Regions from separate parts of the Lactuca sativa genome. Here region 2 is linked to region 1. A link is a contact called in public Hi-C data. All regions are on one chromosome and are shown on one strand. The core of a region is the stretch at or near the end of the contact, and the rest is flanking DNA. Distances in the headings are between cores, read along the strand shown.

Evidence for each region. A called contact is a pair of places that touch in the nucleus more often than the background predicts.
Region 2: a Hi-C map of leaf shows a contact between it and region 1, with 6 times the contacts expected there. The contact joins the promoter of LOC111888363 here to the promoter of LOC111888375 in region 1. A contact is called at or near these places in 2 of 4 Hi-C or Micro-C datasets (both in leaf).

The regions. Positions count from the first base shown.
Region 1 is chr3:68,144,907-68,148,708 of Lsat_Salinas_v11, forward strand. It overlaps LOC111888375 (transcription factor BHLH094), which reads right to left and starts at 1,886. Exons shown (of 6, transcript XM_023884561.3): 1 at 1,237-1,886; 2 at 631-828; 3 at 471-536; 4 at 315-383; 5 at 171-242. The coding sequence starts at 1,557.
Region 2 is chr3:68,575,163-68,578,964 of Lsat_Salinas_v11, forward strand. It overlaps LOC111888363, which reads left to right and starts at 1,952. Exons shown (of 8, transcript XM_023884551.3): 1 at 1,952-2,444; 2 at 2,867-2,950; 3 at 3,042-3,380; 4 at 3,463-3,598; 5 at 3,675-3,802. The coding sequence starts at 2,273.

The DNA of each region.
Region 1 (3,802 bases), core at 636-3,135:
TTACTTAATTTTGTCAATTTATAATTTAAAAAAGTAATAAATTTGACAAATTATATAATGTCAAAATGATTAAATTGGAAAATGTCTTGAAAGTTTTACTGATTGAATGTAAAAAATAAATTATAAATGGTTAAACAGCAAAATTGCCAATTATATAAATCCAAACTTACATCTTTTGAAGTAAATCCTTGGGGACTTGGGTGTGATCTTGAGGTGACAGCTTCAAGCTTCATTGATAAAAACTGTGACAAAAATTATTTAGAATAAAATAATCTTGATTTGTAATGTTAAAATGACAAATTAATTATGATTACCTCGACTTGTTGCTGTAATGATTGGATGTAATTGATTATTTCATCAAGAACAAGCGCTTTCCCAATAACCTGAGAACCCAATTTTTTTTTTTTTTTTTTTTTTTAATAAAAATAGAAATATAAAACAAGAAGAAGAAGATAACAAATAAATCACACCTTATTACAACCAGGGACAAGATCTTGGAGAATTTTCATCCTTTCACTTATCTTCTCCCTTCTAGCCTGTCGACAAATTTGTCCTTCAAAAGTTATAACAGAGTACAAAAGAAAAAGAATTTAATTTTTCACATTTTAGATAAGGTTAGAAAGAAATTACTCTTTCTGCTAAACTATGGCTGTCGGTGGCTTGACCCCTTCTTGCTCGAACATGAATGTAATCTTGTTTAGATGGATCAGATGGTTTTCCACTGTTTTCTGCTTTCTTTCCAGAGCTTCTTTCAGGTTCTGGTTTTGGTTTAGATTCTGATTCGTTTTCAAGCGCCAAACTCTTCAATCGTTTGCCATCACTATCAAGCTGATTGAAAATTTCAGAAGAACTGAATTCAGAAAGGAGAGCATGAAATGAAACTGTTTCTATGGTGTGAGTTTAATAGAATAAAGGTTGGTGAGGTCGAAGAATTTTGGATCGAGATTGAGAGAATTGTTTTCAACGTAGAGAAAAAAGCATAAAGTGGAAGATAATCATGCTTTAATTTCTAATTTGAATAGATTCTTTTGGATTTCCTCCGAATTTGACCATGAAAGTCACGTGAGGAACTTTAAAGTCTAATCTGAGAAATCAACTTAGGGAAAAGCAATTGAAAATAGTGAAGCATAGTAGATATATATATCAATATTCAATAGTAAATCCAAAGCTACAGTGAATTTGATGCAATCAATATTGAATCAATTAGATTGGTAGGGTTGATTGAATATTGAATACCATGCTATTGCCATTGCTACGGCTGCTAGTTGAAACGCCTTTAGACGAATCATCATCTTCACGTCGTTTCTTACTCTGATTACTATTCCCTCTCTGGTCTACAACCATGGGATCATCCACCGCTACATGATCTCGATTATCCACAAAAGCACCGCTACCACCGCTATTATCCCCCAATTGCCCCATACCGAACGCCACCGCATTGCCACCGCCACCGCCTAGATTTATCTGAAAGGGCCAGATCTCAGGCAAATTACACAACGAAGACCCCGTGTTACCTGACCGAAAACCACCTCCATTCATCATCATCGGCGGATCCATCCACGCAATAAAACGATAACAAATCAAATCACCATCCAACTCCTGGAAACCCTAGATTGCGTCAAACAAACTTCAACTCGTGAGTGCCAAATCAGCTAGACGGTTGAAAGAGAGATGTAGATACTGATAAGTATATGTAGAGAGAGAGAGAGAGAGAGAGAGAGAGAGAGAGAGAGAGAGAGAGAGAGAGGGTGGGTGATAAAGCTGCTTGTGATCTCCTTTGACAGTGGAGGGTTGTTGGGTGCGTACTGTACCCTCCACCAGTGTACGTTAGCGAGGTAGACCTCGGGAGTTGAAAAGAAGTGACTTCTGAGTGAGGATTCTCGGAGTGTCGAGCGTTTTTCTTTTTAAATAATCACAAATCTGTAACCTGTTCTCAGCCGTACGATTCACCAAAATAAATATTTTTACATTTCATTATCTTCAATATCAAATATTTACATCTACGGAAAATTAATTTGGTAAAAGAAAACTTGCAATTACTAAATTTTTATTTTTATACATGTTGTACCAACAAAAATGCTATTTTAACCGTCTATTTCAGGTTTAATTGGTTTATATGTTCAATAAATATCATTAAATTCATATTCGTTTTCCATAAAACACCATTAAATCACCAATTAGATTCACATGTTACGAGTTAGAGATATACTTCGCCATGTTTAGAATCTAAGGCTAGAGGGAGTGATGTTATTGTTACCATACTGTATTTCATTTTGCCACACTTCAATACCACACACAATGAATGATATATCATGAAAAGAGGAAACAGAAAGAAGAGAGAGAGATGGAGGAAGAGTGAGGGGATCATGACTAATTCTTGACACATTCCTCGAACCACAGGGTCTAAACCATGGAGAGAGAGAGAGAGGTGTTCATTGTGGTAAAACATGCCACATGAACTCTATCTCATTTTTACTACATTCCAGTCCCTCTGGTCAAATTGAAACTCTAGTGGAAGTTAATCATAGTTTTAGGATCCAAAATCATAGATCTTCATTATAATTGTAAATCATTGATTTAATGTTTTGAGTAGTATGTTAATTAAGGCTTAAATCATGTATCCATATGTTAAATAAAAATTTTAGAGGTTATTGTATACTTATAGCTATAGGTCACTTGGAATATTGTTTGAAATGTTAGAATCAAATGCATCAAGGTACAACATCATTAAACAAACTCTAATGAAACACTAAAACATTACTCTAGAGGCAACAAGGTGGCTATTTTATTCCAACCAATCTTTGAAAGTCCTTATTATTAGGGGTGTTCAAAACCGGATATCCGAAAATTCGGATAGTTGATTAATGATATCCGAATCCGTATCCGAAATTTCGGATATCCGAAATTCGGATATCCGAAATTTCGGATACGGATTCAGATATTAAACCGGATATCCGAATTTCATTAGTTTTAAATAAAGAAAATAAACCCTCCAAGAACAAGAACGTTTCCGTGCATTTGTTAGGTATAATAAGACTTCATTTGGTCCGGTTAAATGCAAGTTACCTTATGACACCTGAAGATCTTGAGAAATCAAACTCAAATTACTAAAATCAACATAAAAAAGGTAACATTTATACCATCTTCACTTTGCGTACCAAGTAAAAATGTTGATAACTTGTCTTTTTGAATTTCAAATGAAAAAACCCAATGCATTAAAACTATTTTTAATAATTTTTTATATTATATATTTTGGATTTCGGATATCCGAAATATCCGAAATTTTCACATTTTAATATCCGTATCCGAATCCGAAAAACCGGATATCTGAATTTCGGGTATCCAAATTTTCGGATATCCGATTTTTCGGGTATTTTCGGATCGGATTTTCGGATTTTTCGGATCGGATGTTCGGATGCGGATATTTTTGACCACCCCTACTTATTATATCGTGAGGGATAGCTTCACATACCAAATATGAAAGCCAAAATCTTTTAATGAAATCAGATCTTATTTACATATTTGTGCTCATCCAAATCTTTTACATCTTCATATGACGTTTTCATCTTAGAATCTTTCGTTCCTTTTAAATTTTGTCAATAACATATTTAATAAATAAAATAAGATTAAGAACACTTATTGTAATTAAGGTTTTATTAGTGGATAGTCACTTAGTTAATCATGGATCACTAGTCAATTGTCCACATATAGATGTGAAGTGTTTGTTGTGCAACTTGAGGTGAATATTTTACACCTTTGAATACTTGTCCGTGTTATAATGATATTATTTGAAACTTTATTA
Region 2 (3,802 bases), core at 702-3,201, 430 kb after region 1:
TTTGTTTCTGTTTTAATTTGTGTGCAAAGTTTTCTTTTAGTTTTGTTCTGTCTTAAAAAGTGATTTCAGGTATAGATAAGACTTATGGAGTTTGTGTTGAAGATTTCTGAGCCAAGGCTTCGTCCGTGAGCATCGAAGAATTCACATTCGAAGGAGCAAGAAATGAAGATTATTCTTTCGACATTCAATCCTTCAACCCTAGAAGCAAGGTGAAGCCGCAATTGAAGATTATGTGACGGATTGCATTGAAGCCTCCTCAATCAGTCTGCTGCTATCTTTGTACCTGCTGAAGTGATCTAGAAGATTTTGTTCTCTCTGATGTTCTCTCTGAAGATTCTCAAGCTGAAAGCGTTATCTTTCAAGAATCAGTACGTCAAGCCTCCTCACCCAATGTGCGATCAATGCCAAATTCTGAAGAAATGCCCAACTGCTCAAGATGAAGTCAATTATTGAAGATTCATATGTTCATCCTGATGCTGTGAAGAAATCGAAGGTTAAAGCTGAAGCCAAGCTTCCATTGAAGATTGACAAGAAGAGCCAGCTACTTTTTAGGGGGAGCTTGTTGGGTCAATTAAGAAAAGAAAGCTATAAACCAAGGGGGAGATTGTTGGGTCAAAATATGGTTTATACTTTACTTTTCTAGGCAGTTGTATTTTTCTGTAATATTTGTGAATTTATGGTCTAGTTTACGGCTGAGTTTATGGCTGTAAACTCATTTACGGCACATGTGTTATCCGGCCCATATTCCAAGTATAAATAGAGGTGTTAGGGTGAGGAGTAGAGATTGATGAACCCTAAGGAGTTTACGGCCAGAGAGAAATGAGCGTTTGTGTGTGTGAATCTTGTGTAAGGAATTTAATTCATATTATCAATACATTGAAATTCATCATCTTCTTCTTCTCCTTCTCTTCTATTTTATCTGACATCATCCGTTTGATTGGGATTCCGCACCATCAAACGGATCTGACTGATACACATGCAGATTAGGGACTTACACAAACTATGGTTGATGCTTCAACGATTTGTTTTTATTACAATTATTTATTAATTTCGCATTTCATGATTACAGTGTGATTTGGTTGCCAATGTGGGAATAACTCAATTAATAAAGGTTTTGAATCTAACATGAGAGGTCTTGAGATTTAATTTGGGCGTTGACGAATTCTAATAACTTTATGATACTAACTTCTAACCAATAACCACTCATCAAAAAATGGAGTGGTCTGATTGAAGTTATTGAAACTATGGTTAACGTTTCAACAATTTATTTTTATTAAAAATACCTAATAATCCTGTATCCCAGTTAAATCCTATTGAAATATATCGATTTAAATTTTGTTAATGTTTAATCCTAATTTTTAATATATTTTTTTAAAGCAACCCATATAATATATGCGTTTCTAACAGAAGTAGACAAAACATTGAATGCTTCATTAATTTCTTCATACATCCGGTCAAAATACAAAGTCTTAAGATTAATAAAATATATAAAGTTAATTGTTCAAACATTGATATTGAAGAAACAACATTAGATATAAAAGAAGAAAAAATTAATAATTTAAATGATGACAAGACAATTATTAATATTATGAATAATATTTTCGTTAATAATTCTTTTGATCCTTTTGTTTCATTTGTTAAATACGTCTATTTATTTTAAAATTTTACTTTAAAAATTATTTAATATTTACTCCTGCTACCTATATAAATATTTAAATAATAAAATATCAAGTATCACAAATTTTTAAATAACTTAAAAATAAAAAAGTAATTTTAGAAATACGTGATGAGAACAGTTTTTGTACAACATAAAGAGAGAGAGAGGAGACACACGTTTACATTTCCCAGGAAATTAAGTGCAGTGGTCGACGTGGCAGTCCTATTGTACCATTTGGTGGGTCCCAATTCATCTACGTTTTTTGGGTTCTGAAAACAATACGTAGATCCCCCCTCCCCTTCTTTTCTTCAACAATCCGTCACTCAATATCAAAGCCAAGCGGCTTATTTGACTTTCTTCTTGTTTCTTCCAGCTCTCAATTTCAAGATCATCTCACCAAATTTTTATCTCTTTCTCTCAAACACACGCATTAACTTCTACCTATAATTTATGTTTTAATAGAAACTGAAAGTTCTTGAAAGAAAAACAAGAATTGAAGCGGTTGTTGGAGGAGAGCATATCTATCGTCACACGTTTCTTCTTCGTTTTCTTTCGATTAAAATGCTGTGTCGAATAATTTGATCATAGAGTGAGAAAGAGGAAACCGGTACTGAGATGGGAGCTTGCTTGTCGACGCCGGAGAGTTGCGTCGGAGGTAGAATAACATCGTCCAAGAGGAAATTTAGGAGGCGAAAGAAAGGCTTGAAACGACGTGTTTCCACTCGTTTATCCGATCAATCAAAGTCCCTTCCGTCTGATAAGTCCTTCGTTAATCCCACTTTCCGCGGTTCTCTCTCTCTCTCTCTCTCTCTCTCTCTCTCTCGCTCGCTCTGTGTGTGTAATAATTGAGACGATTGATCTACATCTTTTCTAAATTATCTGTGTTTCTGTTGCAATTCGATTGATTACTTGACTAATTTCTGTCTTGGAAGTAATTCCATTGTTAAAATTAATCAAAAACTTGAGTTAATGTGTTGGATTTCCTTGTTTTCGTTGGGGTTTCTTTTAGTTCTCTTATCCCTTTCTGGCACAACTTTCCAGTGGTGTTCTTCTTGAATATTCACTTCTTACTAATTTTAGAGATACTCTATCCGCTTCCACAAAAGGCTACATTTTTATAATCTTCGTTGTCATAACTAGTACATTTCAAATGATTTTTTGCAACCTTATGTTATTAGCTCACCCAAATCTACATTTTTTCATTAGCAGGGAGCACTGATGAATCTTGGTATGATTCCGCCGCAGTTCTTGATTCCGACTGCAGTGAAGACGATTTCCAGAGTGTTCTTGATGGTACGCTTTCATCTATTATACTCGATACCCATTTCAACATGCAACCTTATATCTTTCATCTCATAAATCTGTATATAAATTAAATAACCAGATGTGAGTTCTCTTAATGGGTCGGAAGGCGCCTCTAGGGCAAGCATTTCTTCAGTTCATCCAGAAGAAATGAATCCAAGATCAAGATCCGAAGGTCCTAACGAAATCAAACCGGTATACCTTGATGAAATATCTTCTTCTGTTGATGAAACTTCTGGAAGAGAAGATGGTCTGTTGGACTGTGGAGTAATCCCCAGCAACTGTCTCCCTTGTCTTGCTGCTACTGTCCCCTCCATTGAAAAAAGAAGATCTTTAAGCTCAAGCCCACCAAGTGTTCGTAAAAAGTCCACACACAAACTTTCATTTAAATGGAAAGATGGACACCCTAACGCCAATATCTGTATGTATTTTTTATCCAACTTTATGAAAACATACACAAAAAACATCGAAACGTGACATGTTTTTGAGCTTCTTTCTTGTAGTTTCTTCAAAGATACATCTACAAAGACCTAAAGCAGGTTCACAAGTACCCTTTTGTCCATTAGACAAGAAAGTGCTCGATTCATGGTCAAATGTTGAACCCAAGACTTTTAGAGTACGAGGAGAGAATTATTTGAGGTAACCATTTTTGCTTTACATAAACATTTACTTGTGTTTTATTTGTAATTACACAAATGTTATTGAATGTTTACAGAGATAAAAAGAAAGAACACGCTCCTAATTATGCAGCGTATTACCCATTTGGTGTTGATGTCTTCTTATCACAAACAAAAATCGATCACATAGCTCGATTTGTAGAGCTCCCTGTTCTAGAATCTTCTT